Regions from separate parts of the Mus musculus genome. Here region 2 is linked to region 1. A link is a contact called in public Micro-C data. All regions are on one chromosome and are shown on one strand. Each heading gives the region's core, a stretch centred on a gene start, on an enhancer-like site or on the middle of the called end of the contact. The rest is flanking DNA. Distances are from core to core; before and after follow the strand shown. Region 1 overlaps Robo2 (roundabout guidance receptor 2). Region 2 holds the start of Robo2 (roundabout guidance receptor 2).

The links. A called contact is a pair of places that touch in the nucleus more often than the background predicts.
Region 2: a contact with region 1 is called in a Micro-C map of granulosa cells, with 2.8 times the contacts expected there. The contact joins the promoter of Robo2 here to the enhancer-like site in region 1. A contact is called at or near these places in 1 of 39 promoter capture datasets (hippocampal neurons), 4 of 484 Hi-C or Micro-C datasets (granulosa cells and uterus), 1 of 115 datasets of contacts at active chromatin or transcription factors (neural progenitor cells) and 2 of 9 other capture datasets (adipose tissue and embryonic stem cells).

The regions. Positions count from the first base shown.
Region 1 is chr16:74,276,244-74,282,366 of GRCm38.p6, forward strand. The region is part of intron 2 of Robo2 (roundabout guidance receptor 2); the gene reads right to left. Among named protein-coding and RNA genes, the nearest start is that of Mir691, 63 kb to the right of the region's middle. Within about 2 kb of position 3,663, at least 3 of the 459 cell types and tissues checked have an H3K27ac peak or open chromatin away from gene starts, as enhancers often do. A contact at or near this core is called in granulosa cells, where this site is marked.
Region 2 is chr16:74,408,207-74,414,767 of GRCm38.p6, forward strand. Robo2 (roundabout guidance receptor 2) reads right to left here and starts at 3,619. Exons shown (of 28, transcript NM_175549.5): 1 at 2,646-3,619. The coding sequence starts at 2,706.

The DNA of each region.
Region 1 (6,123 bases), core at 2,413-4,912:
CAATAACATCAAATAACCAGACCCCCTCAGAGCTCCCAGGGACTAAACCACCAACCAAAGAGTACACATGGAGGGACCCATGGCTCCAGCCATATATTTAGCAGAGCATGGCTTTATCTGACATCAATGGGAGGGGAAGTGCTTGGTCCTGTGTTGGCTCAATGCCCCAGAGAAGAGGGATGCTAGAGGTGTAAGACAGAAAAGGGTGGGTCTGCTGGGAAGCAGCCCCTTAGAAGGGAGGAGTGTGAAAGGGACACCTGGAGGAAGGGGTGCAGCATTTAAAATGTGAATGAATAAAATACTTATTAAAAATAAGAAATAACACAAGAAAGTATAATTTCAATGATGATGGCAGCACCATCAAAACTTCCTCTAAAATAATGAAAAGGAACGAAATATCCAAGAGACACATCTTCTTTCCAGTGGTCAACATTACCTTGCACAGCCTTGCTAAATAATGCTGAATAGGTTTACTTATTCAGTGAATGGTTTATTGCTCTGTGCAGGCATTAGAACTCATTCTCTCGATTGCTTCTCCAAACAGAATCACATCCATTTTATGACCACACTGTGCCCAATCTACAATCATCTTACATTTAAGGGAAAACTGTTGTTTATAATGTTTATCATTCTGACCAGTAGACTTTTACAAGTCTTTGACATGTCAATGTGAAAAATTTATAGATATACAATAAAGCTTCATTGTAAGGATTTTCAAATAAACTAAGATGCATTTTGTGTTTGTCTAAAAGGCTCAGTAATGAAACCCCAGGGACTTGTTTATGCCCAGTGTTTCCCAGCAGGAGAACCAATATTGGTCAGTCCTCTGTCCACAGAGGCCTTTCTCACTAAATGGAACAGCATTAGCTTTGTCCTTTAAGCCTAATTAACAACCAAATCATAAATTTAGTCTTTGCCCAATTAGATTAAGCTTTCAAATGTATTTGTACTTTCAGAACATGCTTGCCGTCTTGAGTTTTATTTGACCAAAAGGAAAACAAGAGCAACGTGGTAAATTCTGAAAACAAGGTGGGGGGACAAGCTTAATGCATTAGTCTCTACTCCCCAGAGAAGCTGGTTCCTATCTGTCTTAGGTCACAGTTTTAAAGAGTCGAATGATTGGACTAAATCCCTCTGGAGTATTTAGGCCTATGGCTGTGTCCCTGAACAATTAAGAGTCTGCTCAGTTTATGGCTCTCAGCTGGACTAGCCAGTGGCACAACAGGTCAAAGTGTACATTGAAAAAGCCAACCTGTTCTTCTACTAAGTTTAATTGAACTACTATGGCATTTCTAGATTAGGTAAAATGATATACTCAAAGCACAAGCTTGACACACAGTACATCATGAGTATGTGGACCTAGCATTAAAGCATTTTATCACAAAAAAAAAATGAGAAAAAAAATTCTCAGTATGTGTAACTGAAAGGCAAGGTTATCAGCTTTGTGTAATTCTATGTCTGTATTTTGACTTTCTGTTTATAACATTTGAGTATATCCAAGGTCGTCTACCAATAACTCTGCACTGACGCCTTTGAGTCGGTCTCATCTTTTTATAATGTGACTAATGTGTGCACATGGAGGTCCAAGGTCAACTTCTATTGTCATTCTTCAGGAGCCATCTGAATAAAATGAAGATATGACTGTTCCTAGATATGAATGTGGAGAAGGTTTTTTTTTCTTTAGATATGAGGGAGAGAACAGCTAGAGATATCATGAAAGAGGCAGACTGAACTTGGCCATAAGAGGACAGGCAGAAGGACAGAACAAGAGAGAGGGTAAGAGAGATTGTGGGAGGAAAGGGAAAGAGAGAGGGAGAGGGGGAGGGGGAGGGGGAGAGGGAGGGGGAGGGAGGGAGGGAGAGAGAGAGAGAGAGAGAGAGAGAGAGAGAGAGAGAGAGAGAGAGAGAGAGAGAGAGAGAGAGAACACACCCATAGCAGAGTCAGAGGACATTCTGGCTGTAATGGCTGGATTATTTAGGAATCAGAAACTGTGGGAACAGAAGAAAAGCTCAGGAGCCAGAGAAGTTTAGGTTAGGAGGTGTGGTGAGGAGTGCTGAGAGAACACAGACTCTAAGGCTAGTATTTGTTCTCCTAAGAAAACCTAGTGACCAGAGTGGGTCTGATATGTTAAAGAGGCACCACAGTTCACCATTTGTCCTTAATTTCTTTGGGAGCTCACCTCATCCATCTAGTTCTTTGAGATAAGATCTTTCACTGACTGGGAACTCCCATTATTACAAGGCTTGCTATCACCTGTGAGTCTCTGTGTCCCCAGTGCTAGGATAATAAGAGTCACCCTACCCCAGTTCCAATTCTAATGACATGATTTTTGAAGATCATACTCACACCCTAAGGCTTGCAAGGAAAGCTTTTTCCTAACTGAGACAACTCTAATGCCTATCTCCCAAGGACCAAATGGATGTTATTTGCCTATAAGGATCTCCATTTCAAGAGAATGTCAGCATTTCCTCTTTTTGTGTCTTGACCCTTAGCTTCTGTTTCTTTGCTTTTCCTTTCTCCTCTTTCTTCACTATTTTTATTGTTGCTGTTTGCTTTATTGTACATGTATGTGTGTGTGTTTGTGTGACTATATATTTGAGTTATGTTTTGTGTGCAGACGCATTGTGCAAATGAGTGTGTGAGTTTGTATGTGTGTTTGTATATGAGAGTGTGTGTGTGTATGTTTTGTGTGTTTTGTGAGTGTGTGTTAGTGTGTGTCTGTGAGTGTGTGAATTAATATGTGTGAATGTCTGTGTGTGACTGTGTGTGTTTGTGTGGTTGTATACTTACCTATGCTTTTGTGTGTGGATGTATATGTGCAAATATGTGTGTGTGTGTGTTTGAGTTTGTATGTATGAGTTTGTATGTGAGTGTGTGTTTGTATATGTTTTGTATGTGTCAGTGTGTGTATCTGTGAGTATATGAGTTTGTATGTGTGAGCATGTGTGTATGAGTTTGTGTTTGAGTGTGTGTGTATGTTTGTGTGATTATATTTTTGAGAATGTTTTTGTATATGGATGTATTTGTGCAAATTTGTGTGTGTTTGAGTTTTTATGTGTGAATTTGTATGTCAATGTATGTTTGTGCATGTTTTGTGTGTTTTTGTTAGTGCAAGTGAATGTGAGTGTATATAAGTATGTGAGTTTGTGTGTGTGTGTATTTGTGTGTGTGTTTGGAGATAAAAGACATAAGGTCTCATTCATGTCTCATAAGAGACCTAAGCTTTTCTACATATCAGACACAGAACACAGACTTGTTATCATTGAAAAATTTGACAGATTCAGCAATATCGTGATTCTGGATGTAGATCTTTCATTCTTCATAGTCTCAAAATCTAATCACTGATGGACCAAGTTTTTTAAAAAAAAATGTACTATGCTATGATACTTCAAGATCAAAGCCCAAAGTGTGTTCATTTGAGATTTAGTTTTATTTTGCGCTCTGCTCTCTTCCTTCCAGGACCCCGTGTGTTTTTGCAGATTATGATGCAGCTTTTCCCTGTTTTCTCCAAGAGGAAGACAAATAGGTTTGGTCTGTAATGAAAGTAGAGTTCATTTTTATCTGATAAACCCCAAGGAATGCCTGGTGGGAGCACTTCAGATCAGGTTTGTTTATAGAGCCCTCAGAGACAAAATCTCTTACACTGAGCAACATCTGGCACAGCAGTTAAGAGTGGAGGTCAAGATTCCTGTTTGCCATTTGACACAGAGATAATGCCACTCTGTGGCTGTGGGTGACCACAGAACAAACTTCAACTAAAGTTTTCCAGTATGCCTGAAACTGTATGGTATTAGCTGTAATCTGGTCTCTCATAAATGGTTGGAAAGCGATGATCACTCTTTAATATAGATAAGAATCTGCTTTGCAGAAATTTCATGCATCCCTCAGAAAGGAGGTCAAATTGTCCACAAGGGAAAAAACAAAACAAAAAAAAACTACTTTCTAACTACAGAAGCATAGAGAGATTGTGGCAAATTCAATGTTGATTTCCTCAGAACTATTGCTTTGTCTTTTTAGAGACATACAAGGGGGGTTCAAAATCAAGAACAGAAGTCTGAACACTCATCAATAACCAAGGGTGATTTTTCTGTGGTATATTTCTGTTGCTCACAAGTTGCATAGTGCATTTCTGTTATGCAAAGTGTCTTAGGTTTCATCTGCAGAACCTAGGAGAGCAAGCAAGCAAGAGTAAGAAAAGGGGGGAAATTGAGAGGAAAGAGAGAAGAGAAAGGCAGGGGAGGGAAAAAATAGAGAAATGGAGGGAGGGAGGGAGGGAGGGAGGGAGGGAGGGAGGGAGGGAAGGAGACAGAAGAGAGGAAAACGATGAGCTATAGCTAGATGTGGATATTTGTCACTATGCCTCTCTTTTTATCTATAAAATAGAAGTAATGGCAGTATCATCCTGTGTTAGTTAAGAGTATTTAAGAAAGCTTGCTTGCAGAGTCAAATCTGCATGAACATCGTAAAAATAACATAACCACCAACCGTTGGGGCATCTACAGTTTTACTCTAATATCTTAAATTCAAATCAACTGCATATATGCACATGCGCATTCATTTGTTCAGTTGAAAATGTTCAGAAAAATTAACTTCTCTTAAGGACCACACGTATGTGGAGTGCAGCACTGGGGTAAAGTCAGCATTTGAGCTGAGGAGACTGGACAGACACTGTTTGACACACTCAAGGTTTGCTATTCCTTTATGTCCTGGTGATGGAGTGCTTCGCAATGATTCATTTCCCAGACCCCTGATAAAGAAGGGCTCGGACATCTGCTTTAAAAACAGTTATGATGACATATGAGGTAAATATCATCTGTCATCTTCCCATGGCCACTTCTCTGAGACTACCTTACAGATAACAGCCCCAGACCCAGTACTCTTATCTCTGCAAACATAGAACATCTTCATTTTCTACTTAACATGCAAGAATTTAACCCTAATCGTTACTCTACTGTAGTTTAAAGCAAACTGAAACAAATGATGGTATGAGCATATTATAAAACTCTCCCTCTCAATCTCTCTCTCTCTCTCTCTCTCTCTCTCTCTCTCTCTCTCTCTCTCTCTCTCTTCTCTCATACACACACACACACACACACACACACACAAACAGGGAATCTTAGAGATGTTATTAGGCCCAAGTATATGTGATGAACAAAGAAGAATTTTAATGCAGTTAAAATCATCTGTGTCAATTTTCAAAAATTGTAAAACGTCTTATTTAAATGCATATGAAGGATTTTGATTTGAACAACACAGTCTCTAAGTATAAATACATATATTTCACATAAAGAAAATGTCTGTATTTAAATGAACCCCTGCCTCAAAACGTCCACACACATATTTACACAACTATTTTTGTTTTCTAAGTTTTAAGTATTTGCTTTGGTACTTGATAGGTTATCATTTTGCAGCATAGACTGTTTAAAGTACCAAATGTTCTCTCAAGGACAATATAACACTTAGTGCCAGTTCTATTAAGATGACACTGTAGCTTGAATTGGGTGTTATAGTTTTAAAAGATCTTTTTGCTTTAAAGTAATAAAGAATGAATGAGTATGAAATACCATGTAAAAGCTTATGAACCCACCCCCTCCAAGCTCGGATGCCCTCTTCTTCACTGTGATTGCTCGGCACTGATGAGGAGCAGGTGTCAGAATGGTTTCTATAATCCAGACAGGTTATTTTGCATATAAAACATGTCCAGACTTTCACACTTCTCTAGGTGGGAAGGTAGCTGTGTTTTGACAACAATATGCTTCATTTTTACGTCATTTACTCCTTTAGTAGGAAAAAAATCATAGGCACTATTTTCCATGTTTGTATGGTTGATTAGTGGGTTTTTACCCTCTACATTAGATCATATGCACACAAACCTAATCCTCTTTTATCTTCCTAATTCTCTTCCCACCTCCGTGTGTGTGTGTGTGTGTGTGTGTGTGTGTCTTCATTTCGAGGAAAGAATGATGCTAATGGCAATCCACTTAAAATGAACTGAAATGGAAACAAGAAATACTAACATGAAGACATGCTTGATACTAGTTACCCTCCTCCCATTTGAAAATAATATCCAATACTTCATGGTAAAAATAAAGGTTAGAAATAATTGATGTTTTAGCAATATCT
Region 2 (6,561 bases), core at 2,369-4,868, 130 kb after region 1:
ATTTAAAAGCAAAATTTACTAAGCAAAACCTAAATTCATTACACATTCTATTTTACAGGCAGCAAACCCTCAATATGGCTATTTGTTTCAAAAATATCTTCACATGGAACATTTTTTAAGTTCATCATCAGTTCTCAACTAACTCAGTATTTATTCTTCATGGCTTGCTATAGGGAAGGATTCTGAAAACTCATAAATAATATTAGCAAAAATTTTCTATGAGGAGGCAAAACTCTAACATTTTTTCATGCACCATAAAAATGCACATATAAATAACCCACCAAGCAAATTTTAATGCAAATCTATGTATCATTTGTCACTGAATAAAATTAATTTCTATGTTGAGCACAAGGATAGTCAGTATATCTTTGGAATGGTACAAGCTTCTCTAAATTTGAAATTCATGTGGAAAATAAGCCCACAGCTCTGAGAAGGACAATAAGTAAATAAATATCACAGAATCCAGGATGAGCACAGAGATGAGGGATTCTATACACCAGCCTCTTCATTGGATATGTGAATGCAGGGTCCCAAGCCTTGCAACAGCCTAGATGGCAGTATTGTCCACATCCCAAATTTTCAACAATCCCCATGGAAGAGCTGTCACCCTTCTGAAGTACCTAAAGACAACCCAATGTCAAATGGATGGCTATGTGTAAATTCAGTAAGAATGTCTATAATGGCTTTGATTCTGACCCAGCAGATTCTAAACACAAACTAGTTTTATACATATGAAATTTCACGTTGTCTCTTTGGTCTTAACTCTTTTACCTATAGGCATTTTTTTTTCATTTTATTACTATGCACTCGCATGCAGATGATTCAGACCCCAAAACTGCCTCTTTAATTTATAATGGAAAATCAGAACAAAGCTTCCAGACATGTCTTTAGAGAGGAGAAAAGGAAGGAGGGGAATAAAGAAGAAGGGGTGAAGAGGAGGAAGAGGAAGCGGAGGGCATGCAAGAGAGAGAAGGATAAAACAGATAGGAGGGGGTAGAGGGAGAGAGGGAGTGTGGGAGAAAAGGAATGTAGAAGTAGTGTAAGTGCTGCTGGTCCACCACACTGGTTAATTGCATTTGTTTTATACATATCCAAACATCTTAGTGCATTAATTACATTCTATAATAATCTTTTCAGATTCCCTCTGTCACATCCATGAAATCAGTTTAATTGTATTCTTCCCCAAGACTCTGTTGTTAAAAATGGTGATAATTCTACCTCCAATATGTAATTTTTAAATGCATTGCTATGGAAAAGTCTTAGTACAACAATCAAACATATTTGGAATGCATAAACCTTTGTGTTAGGATGATATTCAGGTAGTGTTAAAGCAAACCTGTTAGAAATAAAATGGGTATTGATATAATGATAGAAATCACCACAGTGTCAATTGAAGTCACCAAATCCTAAGCTTCTACTATTTTGCAGGGAGAGAGAAAAACTGCGCACACATTCACCGCTTCTGGGTCGCTATTACTTGGAGAAAAGCAAATGAACTCATGTACTCCACAGCTGAAAACAGCCACTTGGCAGTAGGTGCACTTCTGTATTGCCTTGTGTTTATAGATAGCCTTCCCTTTGAGTCTGATACTCAGGCTCTGCATAGCAGCTGCCAGACCCACAGTTGGCTCCTACAGATGGGCAATAATAGGCAATGTCCCAAGTAATGAATTCAAAGGAAAGTTTATGTAGCAACATGTTATCTTGATGTCTTAAATATTTGGATTAATATGCTTCCGATTCTTTATAAGCATTAGAAATGAAAGTTATTGCCATGACTAGGACATGGTGGCTCAGTCCACTCTTCATAAACACTTGAGATATATATATCCCTAGAAAGCTAGCACCAAATATGTTTTAGTTTCAAAGAAGAAACCCACCGTATATTTATAATTATTAATACTTCTCATTCAAACAGCTACAGAAAAGCTTGGGTGACGATTCAGTGAAGCTATCCCAGGAAACTAACTCTGAACAAAAGACAGGAAAGGCAGAGGTTGAAAACTGTCTGCTTGACAGAGTGGCACAGCCTAGCGGGAGACACCTACAGCACCTGTTCTGAGTCTCCATTGTGTTTGCCCACTGGGGACTCAGCTGAGGGCTCCCAGCCTGTAGCCAGCCCAGAGTGGGTACTGCCTCCTTCCTGGAGCCTCGCCCAGTCTCACTTGTGACAGTTTTCTCTCTGTGATCTAAATCCTTCATTCTGATTTCGCGCTGGGATAGCATTCATTCACACACAGGTGATACACTTTGAACCTAGAGATACCCTTATCAAATCCTCACTAAATGCCCCTCCAAGTATCGCCTACTATAGTTCTGCAGTTGAATGCCTAAGCCAAAGTTTAGATACCAGAACAAATACCAAAGAGAGAGAGTAGTCACAACCATTCGGGGTTCTCTCTTAGCATTGTTTTTTAATAGTTACTCTTCTAAGCTGGGAGCCCATCACTTACTGCTAAACGCCTCAATTAATGAATCACAATAACAGTAACAATAAGGTGTTCCACTAGCATCAGGTTAGAAACAAAAGGCATAGAACCTCTAGCCCTGAAGAGCTTGTGCCTCGCCAAACATACTCCCAACTACACTGTCATTTTCTTTAGAAGGCACAACAATCTCAGAGAAAAAGGGGTGCTTTAACTCACCATCAATCTGAATGCAGAGAAATCCAAAGAGCAATAATAGTGTAAACATCAGAGGATTCATTTTGACATATGAAAAAGGATCCAGGTTGTTTAAGAAACCAATCCCAGAGAGCAGAAGTACAAAAATAAGTATCAAAAAAAGAGGTAGGTCCGAAGTTTAGACTTTCCTAGAGATTAATTAAGGTCAAGAAGAGCAAAATGGCAACATCGGAAGCTGTTGGTGAAGAGGTCTGTCACGGGACGCGTTAGGTGCCATCCGAATGAACCCAGGGGACTTCAGAGACGTTGCACTTCCACAGGCTGTCTTTCTAAATTCCCACAAATTCAGCCCAGCTGGCGGGACTATTCACGTGCGTCTAGCCCTGTCTCCTTAGACTCCATTGCAATCCAAACACAACTTCTTTCTTCGGAAGTCAAGAAGATGATGGGGGTACAAAAAAGACCTAATTCCTAGAAAGTGTTCCACAAACTTGCCAAAGCGCTGCGAAGCAACCATTGACCTGCCCACCGGGTTTTTCTCCCCTTGGTTTCCTCCGTAGCAGCACCACTTCGCGGAGTTTTGTTTTGTGTGGTTCTGTTTTCACTTAACTTCCATCCTAAGGATGTGTCAAAGCAGCACTTTGTGAGCCGGCCCTCTCCTCCGCAGCCTGGTCGCCTCCCTCGGAGTCTCTGGTTTCCAAAAGGAAGGAAAAGGGGAAGGCAGGACGGCTTGGGTGGAGAATGGGAACTCCTACGTGGTGAGGGAGCGAGGAGGAGGGCGAGGAGAAGAAGCAAGGGAAGAGGGAGGGGCTGAGCTGAGGCCGCGGCCACCCGGGAGGGGCCGCCCCGGAGAGATCTAGCGTCCAGCTGCTGCTGGCGAGCACCGCCAGATCTAGGAGCTCCGGACCTGGGAGCCCTGAGGATGCTCACGCGTGGTCCAGCCTCCGGGAGTAGTGCTGCCTCCAGCCTCTTTCGGGACAGTCACCGCTTCAGAGGCGGAGGCTGCGCTGCGACCGCCTCCTCCAGCAGCTGCTGGGGGCTGGAAGGACTTGGAGGAGGGAAGGCGAGGAAGCAGGAGAGGAGGGGAGGAAAGAGCTGCTCCCAGTATATCCCCGGGAGGGGTTGAAGGATGGAGGGGTGTACGCGGATCTCCACCTCCACCCGATCACTGTCCCGTGCAGGGGGAGACAGCCCTCCCCGGGGTCCGCGGAGCAAGGGTAACCAGGCAAGCGAATAAGTCTTGGGGGGACAGAAATAAACCAATGTGGAACCGCTGCGGGCTCGCTAGGACTGCCATCAACTCTTTCCCATTCTGGGAGCCTCCTGGGCGTCCCCCTCCCTCCCTCCTCTGGAGGGGTGAGGTGGGCTTCCAGCCTCCTGCTCTTCACGCGGCCCGTTTAATGGGCAGGTAATTTTCTCGGTGAGTGATTTCATGGAAGCCCTTCCTAATTATTCATCGCTCCGTCTGCTGGAGCTGCACAAGAGCTTTTCTAGAAAAAAAAAATGATCTTCCAGGACCCCGGGCACAGCCTCATTACCTGTTAAAATCACCACACACACACACACACACACACACACACACACACACACACACACATACACACACACACACACACACACACAGAGTTCACCTTTTACCAGAAAGAAGCTGGCCAACAGGGAGAGCAGGGGAGTGAAAGAAGTATCTATTGGAGTAGAAAGGTTTTGTGTACATACACCCTCTGTGGTTGTAAGTGAACTTGCCCACCCCCCACCGCACCACACACAAAACCAACTATGTGGATGTAGGGGAGGGGTATCTCTAATCTCGGCCAGCTTGTTTTAGCCAAGATCTATGGCTAACTACGGAATCCCCAAGAGAAAATAGGGGGAGGACTGGCATCGGGCTAATGTTGCTCAGTTGCCTCCTGACCTCTCAACACTCACGGACTATAATTCGGGACCTTGTGATAAATGAGTCCTGCAGAAGACTCTGGGAATGGAGGAGGTCGAGGATCAAAAGACTTGAGGAAGTGGTTTTCTAGAGCCTTCGCTCTTTTTAGGACCTCTAAAAGAGAATTAGGAAAAGCAGCCTCTGATTTAGGAACGCTGATAACCCAACTAGGCTAACATGAGCTGGAGCGGAATTTCTGCCCAAGCACGATAAAAGGGAATACAGTCCAAGCAAAAACTACCGAATAGATGCTATTAGGGCTGGGCACAGTTAGAGAAGGCCACTTTCAATCCGATTCCTGCCACTGTCTAAGGTGCCCTGACATGGCCGTTGTGGCCGGACCCACGTGTGATCAAAAGCTTTGCTTGGTAGCTGTTTGATGCTTGTTCAGGTGATTATAAAAGCGCCTGACAGGAACTCACGCAGGTCCCTGAGCCAAGCAAGCCTCTGCTTGGCGAGTCTTTAGTTCCCCCTACTGGAAAATATTAGGAAAGAAACGATATTTGAGGACATTTGAGGAGCCTTTTGTTTGGTCGGATGTGTTTTGGTGCCTCCATTGAACTAAGATCTCCTTTGCTTATAATTAGAAATGGAGTGTTTTTCCCTCAAAAAAAAAAAAAAAAAAAAAAAAGCCAACGACATTTAAGCAAGCACTTAGGAGAGTTCTCTTGGCATTCCAGAGGCTTGTTCATGATGGCAATAAAACTCTCGTTGCTCAAAGGACTGAACTTAAGTAAGCCACACTTCTCATGAAGCATCAAAAGTCATTTCTAGCAGTTTTGAAGTACGCTCTATCCTCATAAATAAAACAGAAAGTACCTTTTTTTTTTCCTTTTTGGCTAAAGATTGTACTTCAAAACTGCTAAATTCTTCAAGTATTGACTCCAAAATTAGCATAGCATCATATGCAAAGAAAGAAAGAAAGAAAGAAAGAAAGAAAGAAAGAAAGAAAGAAAGAAAGAAAGAAAAGAAAGTTTATGTGTTGAATGGCACCACCTGAAGACAGGAGTTCTGTGTTTGATAACACCATGAGAAAGAAAAATCCAAGAGTGTCCTGGATTAATGTCTGTTACCTCGCCAGGATGCTAGAAAATAGTTGATGATTATGTAAACCTTTGGCTTGGACATTGTATTAGGTTTTAAGTCAAGTATTGGAAAAAAAATCTGTCTTGTTCTTCTATCCAAGAAACACTTCCTCTAATCTCAAGCAAATTATATTGCTCCTGAGTTCAAAACTGTTTCCTTTCTAACAAACACAAGTTCCATAATGATATTCTGCAAGAATTAAAAATCAAATAAGCTAATGAGACTTTCAATGTTAAGGAAGATCTGGGAAAAGAGAACCGGCATATTCCACTCAGGAGTTTTCTTCTGGCTTCTAATTTAACTACTTTCCAATTACAAGAGCATTTCTAAAAAAAAAAAAAAAAAAAAAAAAAAACCTATAAAATCATTCAGGAGTCAGAACTAGTGTGTTTGGAGAATCAGAGAGAATGGATGGGAGAGGGCCCACCCAACAATTCCTCCTGTCTCCTAGGGTAGAAATTGCTGCATTTTACTTCACAGAAATGTATTCACATGTAGAGTATGAAGATCACTTCCACGGAGGAGTTTTAGTTAATGATTTTATTTAATAAGTCAGTTTTTGCCAAACACCAGTATTTTATATTCACAACTACCTTACAGAAGTCACAAAAAAAGGACAATGACTTTGTATTGATGCCTTCTTGTGTGCAATTATTTCTACTAAGAAATTAAATCTGAAGCAAAGTTATTTTGGAGTGTATATTTTATATTTTTTCTCGAACACAAATTTGGAATTGATTCATAGAAGAATGCTTTGCCAATATCTCCTTTGATAATATAATGTGCCTAAAGAAAACATGATATATCAATGCTAGTTAAAGGAAATTTTAAGGTAATAATCAAAACTTGCACATTAAATGAGCAACAGTAAGAGGTCCTTAGTCAGAAGTTTAATGTAAATGATATTAAGACCAAGAG